3 separate regions of the Sus scrofa genome follow, and all the other regions are linked to region 1. A link is a contact called in public HiChIP or PLAC-seq data. All regions are on one chromosome and are shown on one strand. The core of a region is the stretch at or near the end of the contact, and the rest is flanking DNA. Distances in the headings are between cores, read along the strand shown.

The links. HiChIP or PLAC-seq counts read pairs in DNA pulled down with a chosen protein or histone mark.
Region 2: a contact with region 1 is called in an H3K27ac HiChIP or PLAC-seq map of alveolar macrophages. The contact joins the promoter of XXYLT1 here to the promoter of ATP13A3 in region 1. A contact is called at or near these places in 2 of 47 Hi-C or Micro-C datasets (mesenteric adipose tissue and subcutaneous adipose tissue) and 1 of 2 datasets of contacts at active chromatin or transcription factors (alveolar macrophages).
Region 3: a contact with region 1 is called in an H3K27ac HiChIP or PLAC-seq map of alveolar macrophages. The contact joins the promoter of ACAP2 here to the promoter of ATP13A3 in region 1. A contact is called at or near these places in 2 of 47 Hi-C or Micro-C datasets (liver and retroperitoneal adipose tissue) and 1 of 2 datasets of contacts at active chromatin or transcription factors (alveolar macrophages).

What each region holds. Positions count from the first base shown.
Region 1 is chr13:131,474,788-131,478,033 of Sscrofa11.1, reverse strand. ATP13A3 (probable cation-transporting ATPase 13A3) reads left to right here and starts at 1,929. Exons shown (of 34, transcript XM_021070069.1): 1 at 1,929-2,050; 2 at 2,835-2,878.
Region 2 is chr13:132,268,452-132,271,900 of Sscrofa11.1, reverse strand. It overlaps XXYLT1 (xyloside xylosyltransferase 1), which reads left to right and starts at 1,915. Exons shown (of 4, transcript XM_021070076.1): 1 at 1,915-2,528. The coding sequence starts at 2,025.
Region 3 is chr13:132,430,051-132,433,272 of Sscrofa11.1, reverse strand. ACAP2 (arf-GAP with coiled-coil, ANK repeat and PH domain-containing protein 2) reads left to right here and starts at 1,831. Exons shown (of 25, transcript XR_002337844.1): 1 at 1,831-2,177.

The DNA of each region.
Region 1 (3,246 bases), core at 680-3,179:
GAAGGGTGTGTGTGTGTTGGGGGGTGGGGGAAGGGGAAGCTCAATCTCCTAGTGTTGAGAAATGAGGAAGTGGTGACTGCTGGAGAGACCACTGTTTAAGAGGTCTGTATGAGGGGGAGAGACGGGCTTGGAAGCCAACTGGAGAGGACATTTAGAGCGGAGGGTGGGCAGGATAGTTTTGTTTTGGGGACTTATGTTTGGGAAAGGCTGAGGGAAAAGAGTCAGGAGCCAAAGAATCTGGAGAGGTGGGAAAGGAGGCTTTAAGGGCCCAAGGCCTCCGAGGGAGCTTCTTAGAGTTTGCCCAACACTTCCACACTCCTTATCTCATTTAATCATTTGAACACCGTCAGGGTGGAATCAAACCGTGAGACTGAGCCCAGGGGTGGGGAAGAGAGAGCTGTAGATCCATCTCAGTCCAGTGCGTGGTCCAAGCCAAAGGGTGCGAGGAAGTGCTCGGAAACCGTCCAGCTCCAAACAACCTCGGGGGCCAGGAGCAGCGTGTTCCAGGCTCTCTATAAGGTGACATTGGTGACTTGACTTGGGATGTGTGCTGCTCCAAATGAGGTGTCACCAAGTGTCGCGTACCAAAGGTGGTAGCTCCCCCCATTCACCCCAAGAAGTGTCTTTAAATGCTATGAACCAGAGCCTGAATGCTCCCTGCCCCTGGCGAAGCGTGCCCAAGTGCAGTGCACCAGAGGTCGTGGTCTCCTCCTTTCTTACGCTTGAGCAGCTAGGAATTCTGTTAGCCGTAAGGTGAACGACAAAAAAATGGCCCTGCTCCAAGGTCACGGGCAAGGGAGTCTCAGCGCCAAAAGATGGCGGGCGCGTCATCGAAGGGTCTCCGCGAAAACCAGACTCGCGATTTGTACATCCGGCCGGGGCCCTGCTCAGAGATAAATCTTCTGCGGAGGGAAGTATTTAATTTACATCCAGCGCTGTCGGAAGGAACTCCTTACCGCTAGAAGCGGTGGAATGGAAGCGTGGGAACTTTCTCTTGGGTACACTTACTAGTCCTCCGCCCGAGGCCTGGCGCGCGGAGCCGGTGGTTAAAAGAGAATTACAGCTTTTTGCTTGTTTTTTTTTTTTTTTTTTTTTTTTTTGGATTGGGGAGGGGACTACTAAGGAATGAAAGGGACCTGGATTGGGAGCCACAATCTGGCTTCCTCTCTAGCATTTTCGTACAAGGTTCCTCCGTGACCTTGACTCTGGGCAAGTTAGGTTAGGCCCCTCGCAGGGACTTAGTTTCCCTCTTCATAAAATGCGGACTTGGACTGTGAGCTGGTATTTGCACGGCCAGGTTGGTAAATTCCACCTCCTACCGCCAAAAAAAATGCCGTTCTCGCTTAGTAACACCCCGCACCCCAACCTCGAGCCCCCCTGTAGTGCCCTCCCTCCCCCTTTCTTTTCTCCTCCCGCCTGGGGGTGAGGGAGCTAAAGGGGAGGTGGTGGGCGTGGCCCGAATCTCGGCCCGCCCACCCACCGGTCCCGCCCCTCCTGACGTCCCCTTTGCGCCCCTCCGCCCTCGGCGTTGGATGAGGCAATCACGTGACCTCACATCCGGCGCGGGAGTCCCGAGCTCCCCGTGAGCGCTCCCCCGCCCGCCTGCGGGCTCTCCCGGCAGAGCGATCCAGGCGCCACAGCGGAGGGGAGGGGGGTTCGCTACGTCGCTGGCGGCGAGAGGCCGTTTGGGAGTGCAGACCGCCCCCCTCCCCTGCCTGCCTTCCCTTGCCGCCCGCCCTTGTTCTCGCCCTGCTCCGGCTGCACGCCGCAGCCGCGCGCGCGCCGAGGAAGAGAGCGCGGACGCCCCTGCGCCCCGGCTCGGCCCGGGCCCCGCCGCGGCGCCTCCCTCCCCTAACCCCGAGCCGCAGCGCGCGGCGGCGGCGGCGCCTCGAGCTCGAGCGACCCGCGGCCGCCGGCGCTGGCCGAGGGCGATGGGGCTGGGCTGAGGCGAGGCGGCGGCGGCGACAGCGGCGGGCCCTGGCCCCGGCCCCCGCGGCCCTTTGGCTGCTCCGGCCGGGAGGCCGCCGAGGAGACAGCGCCGCGGCGCCCGGTGAGTGGTCCCGGCTTCCCCGGGGCGCTGGAAGGCAGGGTGAACGGAGCGTGTAGCCGGTGGGTGGAGGTGATGGGGGAGGTTGGAGGAGGTGAATGGTATTGTCGGGGGTGGCGGGTACCAGGTGAGCTCTCGGTCGGCCTCCTCGGGCCGGAATTGGGCATCACTTCTCCTGGAAGGCGTGTGTGCGGAGGGGAGCGCTAAGACTGCGGAATGTCTGTCTGGGACAGGTGAGGCGAGAAGGAGGGCTCCACGTTGTGGGTGTGAAGGCCTGGTTGGGTCACGCCACTTGGGAAGAAGGCGAGTGTGTGTTGGGATTTGGGAGTGGGACGGTCGTCCAGCCCTTTTAGAAAGTTCAGGAGATGGTGAGGTCGAAGGTAAGGTATTAGAAGGGAGCTTGGATGGGTTTGTACGAGTGCTGACTGAGGAATCTTGAATTCGTCCTTAGCCACGGAGTAGTAGAGCTCCTTGCCAATTACCGCATTAAGCTAAGTGAGGCCCAGAGAGGAAAAGTGACTTATGACTTATCTAAGGCCTCTCACTTTGACTCTGTGATAGAACTAGAAAAACCCAAGGCCCTGTCTTCCATTACTTCATGGCCACTCTCTTTATACCCTTTCCTTCTCCCCACACCATGTGCACAGTGCGGTTCTGGTGGATGTGTGATCTCTTTGGGGTGGGGGGAGTGGTGCTGAGGGAATCTAATTGGGGGTTGACAGTAATTCAGAGCTTCTCCATTTGGAAAGATTTTGTGACAGGTGTTTATCATTACCTCTTCCCATAGATCTGACAGAAACATCCTTGGATCTTGGTGTCTGGACATAGGAGGTATGAATCACTCACATAATTAACTACTTTTAATCATCAGTGTTTTAGAGCTATATTTAGCGGTTATATTAGTACAAAACGAATGGGTATGGAGTGGTAAACCTAGAAACAGAAACCTGTGTTTCCTACACATGATCCCAAACTAAATGAGTAGAACATTTGTGTATGTAATGACTATTTTAGCTCTATGAGTCAGGAAGTTAGAATTTTTAAGAAATCTAACAAATGCTGGAAGGTTAAAGATCATTGCAGAATGAACACTGTTCTGAAGGCTTTGTTGCTAAATTGAAGGTATTCTGATTGGAGATTGTCTTTTGAAGGGCAGTTACTTAGTTAAAAGTGCTCTCTGCCCTTGGTTTGAATTCATC
Region 2 (3,449 bases), core at 666-3,165, 790 kb before region 1:
TATTGATGGTGTGTGTGTGGGGGGTGACTAAAAGGCACAAGTCCAGAATTATCTCTCCCTTATAAATGAACAATAGTTAGAATGTAATAATACAGCAGTAGCACTCTGCTTTGGGGATTCTGTGGTACATGTAATAAAGTCTTAGTAGAGATTTGGGATTTAGTATTGTAAATACTCTAGAGAAGCTATGATTGCTAAATTATATTTTGCACTTGTTGGATCTCTAGACTTCGTTTTAGAATTTGGTGTTTAGGGAGTTCCCATCATGGCACAGTGGAAACAAATCCAACTAGGAACCAGGGGGTTGTGGGTTCAATCCTTGGCCTTACTGGTAGGTTAAGGATCCGGGGTTTCTGTGAACTGTGGTGTAAATCGCAGATTCTGCTTGGATCTGGTGTTGCTGTGGCTGTGGAGCTACATAGCTGGGAGCTACATAGGCTGGCAGCTACAGCTCCGATTGGACCCCTAGCGTGGAAATGGTAAGACTTGGGTAAGGATCCTGGCTCCATTATTTGTTAGTCAACTACATTTGGGGAGTTAGTTTCTCTAAATCTCATGTTCCTCAATTGTCAAGTGCAAATAACACTGCTTCTTAATGTTGTGAGGATTAAATGAACTAAAGTAAAACCCTGTTATTCAAGCAAGTTCACTCTGCTATTGCGGTCCCCACTCTGCCCCGCAAGGTGAGTAGTATGTTGAGTTTGTTGCCAAGACTGCTTCGGAAGTCCAGTATTATTCAGATAAATGTTGCTCCAGTTGAAAAGAACAAGAGTTAAAAATGAGATGAATTGTGTTCTGGGAACCCAGTTGAGAAATAATGGGATGTTACAATAAATGGGCGGAGGGAATTTGTGTGTGCCTGTGTTTTCACCTGCACCTCTTTCAAGCATGCAGACCCTTGTGCATGTTTACTTATGTAGTTGGCAGTGTCCAACTATACTGTCAAAACTGCCACTGTGTGACCTTGGACGAGTGACCTCAGCTGTGCCTCAGTTAGGAATTTCCTGGAGTTCCTGTTGTGGTTCAGTGGGTTAAGGACTTGATGTTGTTTCTGTGAGGATGCAGGTTTGATCTCTGGTCTTGCTCAGTGGGTTAAGGATCCCACCTTCCTGCAAGCTGTGGTCACTGCTGTGCTGCTGTTTCCATCTCTGGCCCCAGAGCTTCCACATGCTACAGGTGTAGCCAAAAGGAAAAAGAATTTGCAAAATTACCTGTTACATATTAAGTCTTTTTTAAAATGTTTAAGTTTTTGTTTTGTGTTTTGTGTGTGTGTGTGTGTGTGTGTGTGTGTGTGTGTGTGTGTGTGTGTGTTTAAGGAGTATCACGATCTTTGGTATTACTCCCCTTCAGAGCTCTGGGCTCCTCTAAATTTTGGGCATTTGGGCCCCCCTGGTGGCCACACCTTTAAATTGCTTCCAGTGGGCCTCAGAGTTGCAAGTGAGGTGGGCAGGCGATTTACACCTTGGTTGTCATTCCACCTTCACTGAGAATGGGGAAGGAGTGGCCAGTGTAAATTCTTTAGCCCCAGCTAAACTCCAAGGTGTGAAAGGAGTCAGAGAGAGGACTTGAGGCCTTCAAGAAATTAGAGGAATAACGGTATAAGAGAAAAATGTTTTTTGCCCAATTTAGTCTTTTGAGTAGCCGAGGGCTTAGCTTTGGTTTCTAGCGTCTGGGGCTGGGCACTTAAGAGGGCCATTTTTCACAGACGGTATAGCCAGCTGGCCTCTCTGTCTTGGTCCTCACCAGATCCTCTGACCACCTGGGGGATGGGGGTCGGGGGTCGGGAGTGAATCCCGTGAACTCGCGGCACATCTCGGCTGTAATCCTTCCGAGCCTAGGACCCAGCGGCTGCAGGACAGCCCTGGCCCCGCCTCTCGAGCATCAGCGCTCGTGGATTGGCCCTCGGCAGCAAGGCTCCGCCCCCGCCATGGCTGCCGCCCGCCGACTGAGCTACTAAGTGGCTGCCGGGGTATTGGTCTCCGCTGCAGTTTCCCGGCTGCTCTGTGTCGGCGGGCTGGTGGCGCATGGGTCTCCTCCGAGGCGTGCCCCCATGCGCTCGGGCCATGGCACGCCTGGGCGCTGTGCGCTCCCACTATTGTGCGCTGCTCCTGGCCGCGGCGCTTGCGGTCTGTGCCTTTTACTACCTCGGCTCCGGCCGGGAGACCTTCTCCAGCGCCACCAAGAGGCTGAAGGAGGCCCGCGCCGGGGCCCCAGCCGTGCCCTCGCCGCCGGTGCTGGAGGTGGCGCGGGGCTCCGTGGCGCCAGCCCTGGGTGCTAAGGCCAAGAGCCTGGAGAGCGGCGGGGCTGGGCCGGTGGACTACCACCTGCTGATGATGTTCACCAAGGCGGAACACAATGCCGCGCTGCAGGCCAAGGCTCGCATCGCGCTCCGCTCCCTGCTGCGCCTTGCTAAGTTCGAGGCGAATGAGGTGCTTAACCTGCACTTCGTGAGCGAGGAGGCCAGCCGCGAGGTGGCCAAGGCCCTGCTGCGAGAGCTGCTGCCGCCCGCCGCCGGCTTCAAGTGCAAGGTGAGCAGGGGCCTCAGCTGGAGGCTCCGGGCGGGTGGCTCTGTCAGTGCGCGCGCCCCACCAGGCTCAGGGGGTCGGGAGGGAGGCGACTTCGCTGCGCTGCCTACTGTCAACGCCAACTCGCACCCTCTCCCCGAAGTGGACTGGAGGCATCGTCGGGGGCGTGTCCGGGTGGGTGCCTCGGCGTTAGCTGACTACCCTGACCTGGTATCCCCCTTTAACTGTGGCCCCCTTGAGAATCGGCACGCCCCTTCCTTACTAGCGTTGCAGGGTTCACTGGTGAGTGCCTTCCAGTCTGCCCCTCTTTTTAATCTCCTCCAGTCTTTGGCTTTTGAGGATGGAACAGGTCATTTGAAGCACCAGTATTCTTCTGCTGCAGAATCTGATAGACAGGGTCGTAGGCCTCTTGAATTCTTGAAGTTACAGTGGCATTTCTCATAGCTCCAAGGTATCTCAGTCGGAACTGGTCAAGCTCCAGTGTGAACCACCTCATCTCCTTTATGTGTCCCTTCTCCCCCACCCTCTAGGGTCATGAGCTCATTTAGAGAAGCAGAGGGTTCTTCCCAGGGAGGAAGAGAACGCTCCAGGAGGTACAGATAAGATCTGGGGAGAGCAGGGCAGAGCTAGTCATTGGACCAACCTGCCTCCTCATCCTCTGGCTTCACCACCTGGCTCTGCTCGGGGATTCCTAGCTTAGTGTCAATGGCCTCAGTTAAATTGCTTGCCTCCTTTTAACCTCATGGTTGCACAGAGGGGACTGATTTTGGAATAGGAATAGTAGGTGATCTTAAAAGATGGAGCCTGATGGTGGGGGGAGGGGTGGTGAGGGGAGCTGATGCCAGCATCCTGCAGGCCTCCAGGTCTCTTGTTTGTTGACTACAGAATCGATTTCTGGGTGGTGGGCCTGGCTCTCCACTCCAA
Region 3 (3,222 bases), core at 582-3,081, 960 kb before region 1:
AAGGCTTGCTTTACCAGAGGGCAAAGGAAGATTGTGACAGTGTTATCACTGAGTATATGTAAACTGAGCCATCCACAGAAAGATGTTCATTTGATAATTAGCTTAGTTGAGTTATTTGCACTGATGGTGTCATGCAGTTGAATTTTAATTTGAATCTCAAAGTGTCATTTTAGGTGTCTTTACATTGTGTTCAATCATTGTAACAATGTTGTGTGTGTGTGTGTATATATATGATATATGTAGTATATAATAATCTGTATTATTGTATATATAGATTAGTTGTCATGCATTAGGAATACAATTTAATGTAGAAATGGCTAACTCCCTAAACTTGACATAGAAGTTACAAATCTTGAAAAGGTTGTCTTGACCAACTGAAGTGTCTGAGGACATTGAAGGTTTAACTGTCAATAGTTTCTAGTTGTTAAGAGAAGCTGTGTAGATTCTAGGAATATGGAATTCAATTAAAAAAAAAGAAACCAAGTTCATAACCCAAGAAGAAACATAACGCTTGTATGTTATTTGAAATGTCTCAAAATTATGCTGTTAATTTCTAAAGGAGATCAAGATATAACCATAGGTTTTGAAAAGAGCATGCCATCATGCAATACTTAGCCACATTGTCAAAAGCGTTATATAATATATGACTTCAGGCAGTGGAAGTGAGAAGACTTAACCTTTGGTTATTGTACTGAAGAAGAAAGTGGTCCAATTATGATAACAGCCAACATTTACTGAATGATTACTATGTGGCACTGTGCCTTTAGTGTTTATATCTATTCGGCCTCAGGACAACTCTATGAGATTCGTGGTATTACCTTCATTTTGCAGTGGAAAAGCTAGCAGACAAATCCAGGAAGTCTACCTCCAGAGCCACTATGCTGTTTGAGCACCCTCCCTGTGTATATTTATGGATATGCTTTTTAGGTTGGGTTTAAAAGTATATACTTAAAGAAAATATCTCCATGGTACTTCTTAAAATTGATGACATCTAAGAATCAGAAGTATGAGGTTGTGGGATTATTGTTAGGATCAGATGATGAATATCTGATTTTTCTAGCAGTGGCTCGTAGAAAAATCGTGGATCAGAGGGCAGGTGCTGCAGGTTGGAGTAAGTGAGTCTGCAATTCTCACAACCCTATCATCTTGGAACTGGCAAAGGCTACTGAGAAAGGCGTCAGTAAGGAGGAATGTCTTCTGTGGTTTTGAAAGTGGTTCCTCCACACGAAACGCCCTACCTTTCATACCTGTCTAAATCCTTCTGATCTTTTCATGACTACTCCAAATAACCAGAACCTTCAAAAGTAGTCTCTGATTATATGAAAATATATACATGGGTGATACTTCCAAATTATTAAGTGATGAAGCCAGTAAGTGAGAGATGTATTTTACCGAGGGAGTTACCCTCGCGCCTCTCCTGGCCTCAGTTTCTCTAAAGTGACAGGAAGTAGTGGCCCAGCCAACCTCTTCCTTTTATAATTTATACTCTTAACCTTTTCAGATTTCTGCCAAAGCTGCCTTAAAAAGCGACTCTCCTTCCTCAGACCTGCAGGAGGCGGCCCCTCCGCGTCAGCAGCTCAGCAGGGCGGGGCTGGAAAAGCTGGAGAAGAGGCGGGGGCTCCGGGGGAAGCTCGGCGCGCAGCCACGTGACTTCCTTCCCTAGGAGCCTCAGCCGCCGGCCTCCCAGCAACCGGTGCGTCCCGCCTAACGACGCCTGGCCCTCCGGGACGTAAGTGGCCAGAAGGCTCCCACGGTCGCGCTGCTCATTGGCTCGCGTTGCCGTCGCTCAGGCGCGTTGCCCGAGCGCCCGCAGGCGGTGCTACCGGAAGCCCCGCCTACTGGCCGCCTGTTCGTGGCTGGCTGGCGGAGGCTGTCACTCCCAGGCGGTTTCCCTGAAGACCGGGCTCTGCTGGGGGCGGGAGGAAGAGGGGCCGGACTGGGGCCTGAAGAGCCTTCGCTGAAGCCGCCGTTTTCGCGGCTGCTATGATCAGCGGACTAGGCGCCCTCCGCAGTTCCGCGCAGCGCTAGTCGCGGCCGTGCGCTCGCCGTCGCCGTCTGGGTCCCCAGTGCGGCCGCTCCGGCGGCTCCCTCGGCTCTTCCAAGGCTAGGCGAGGCGGAGGCAGGATGAAGATGACTGTGGATTTCGAGGAGTGTCTGAAGGACTCTCCCCGCTTCAGGTAACCAGCGCGGCCGCCCAGCTCTGGGCCGACGTCACCCGGAGCTGCCTTCCCCAGCGGTGGGGGCGTGAAAGCCGACCCGCGAAACGCTCAGTGGGGCCATTCAGTCCGCGCCCTCCGACGGGGCGGCCGGCCGTTGCGGCCGCTCCCGATCCTGGTTTGTGTGTGTGTGTGTGGGGGGGGCGGTGTGCGGCGGCGGCACTACAGCCCCGACAGTCCCTTAGCAAGGGGCGAGGCTGGTCCAGGAGGGGGACGTCTCCTCTTTATCCCCCTTCCTCGCCCTCTGGCCGGGGCGGAGCACCGGAGAGGCCGAGAGCACCGCCTCGGAGGAACTGGGGTGCAACCGCGTCCCCGAAGACTCGTGCCCTTTGCTGGTGCGCGCTCTCGTCCCCTTCCTCTTGCCTCTCATCCTTTCCCCTTCCTTCCGCTCCTTTTTCGTTTCCACCCCACCCCAACCCCTCTTTGAGGGAGCTTGCTGGGCACCCTCCTGCAGTTCACTTAGTTCCTCTTTGCGCTTTTCCGCTCCCCTTACCCCGGGGAGTAGGGAGTGGGGGTCAGTTGGGGACCTCGACTTCTGCTGCTGGCGTGTCCCCTGCCTGGGGGACCCTTAGGAAGGCGCTGGCGGTTGATTTGCACGGGAGTCCAAGGGTGGGAGTGCTTTGACCAACGGCATTCTATCGACCGCGGTCCGAGACTATAGGCTTTTTTTTTTCCCACTTAAGCTCTTTGAAGGTGGCACCGCTGCCGAGAGGTGCTGGGCTCTGAAGGGTGAAGACTAGGAGAAAGAGTGCATATCTGTTTTGAAAACGGAAGTAGGAGGACCCTGAAGATTGTATTTCTGTTCCTCTTCCAGCAGCGTCGGCCCGAGAGGGCCGGGATCACACTCGGATGCTCCCTGTGCATCTGTCACAGAAACTGACGTGGTGGCACTCTGATTCACTTGGGCTGGCCTCCCTCCCTTGAGAGGCGGCGGTCCTGAGTGAGAGTGTCTACAGCACGGGCTCTTTCGGTTTCGTGCATCGTAGGAAACTCAAGAATTGTTTTG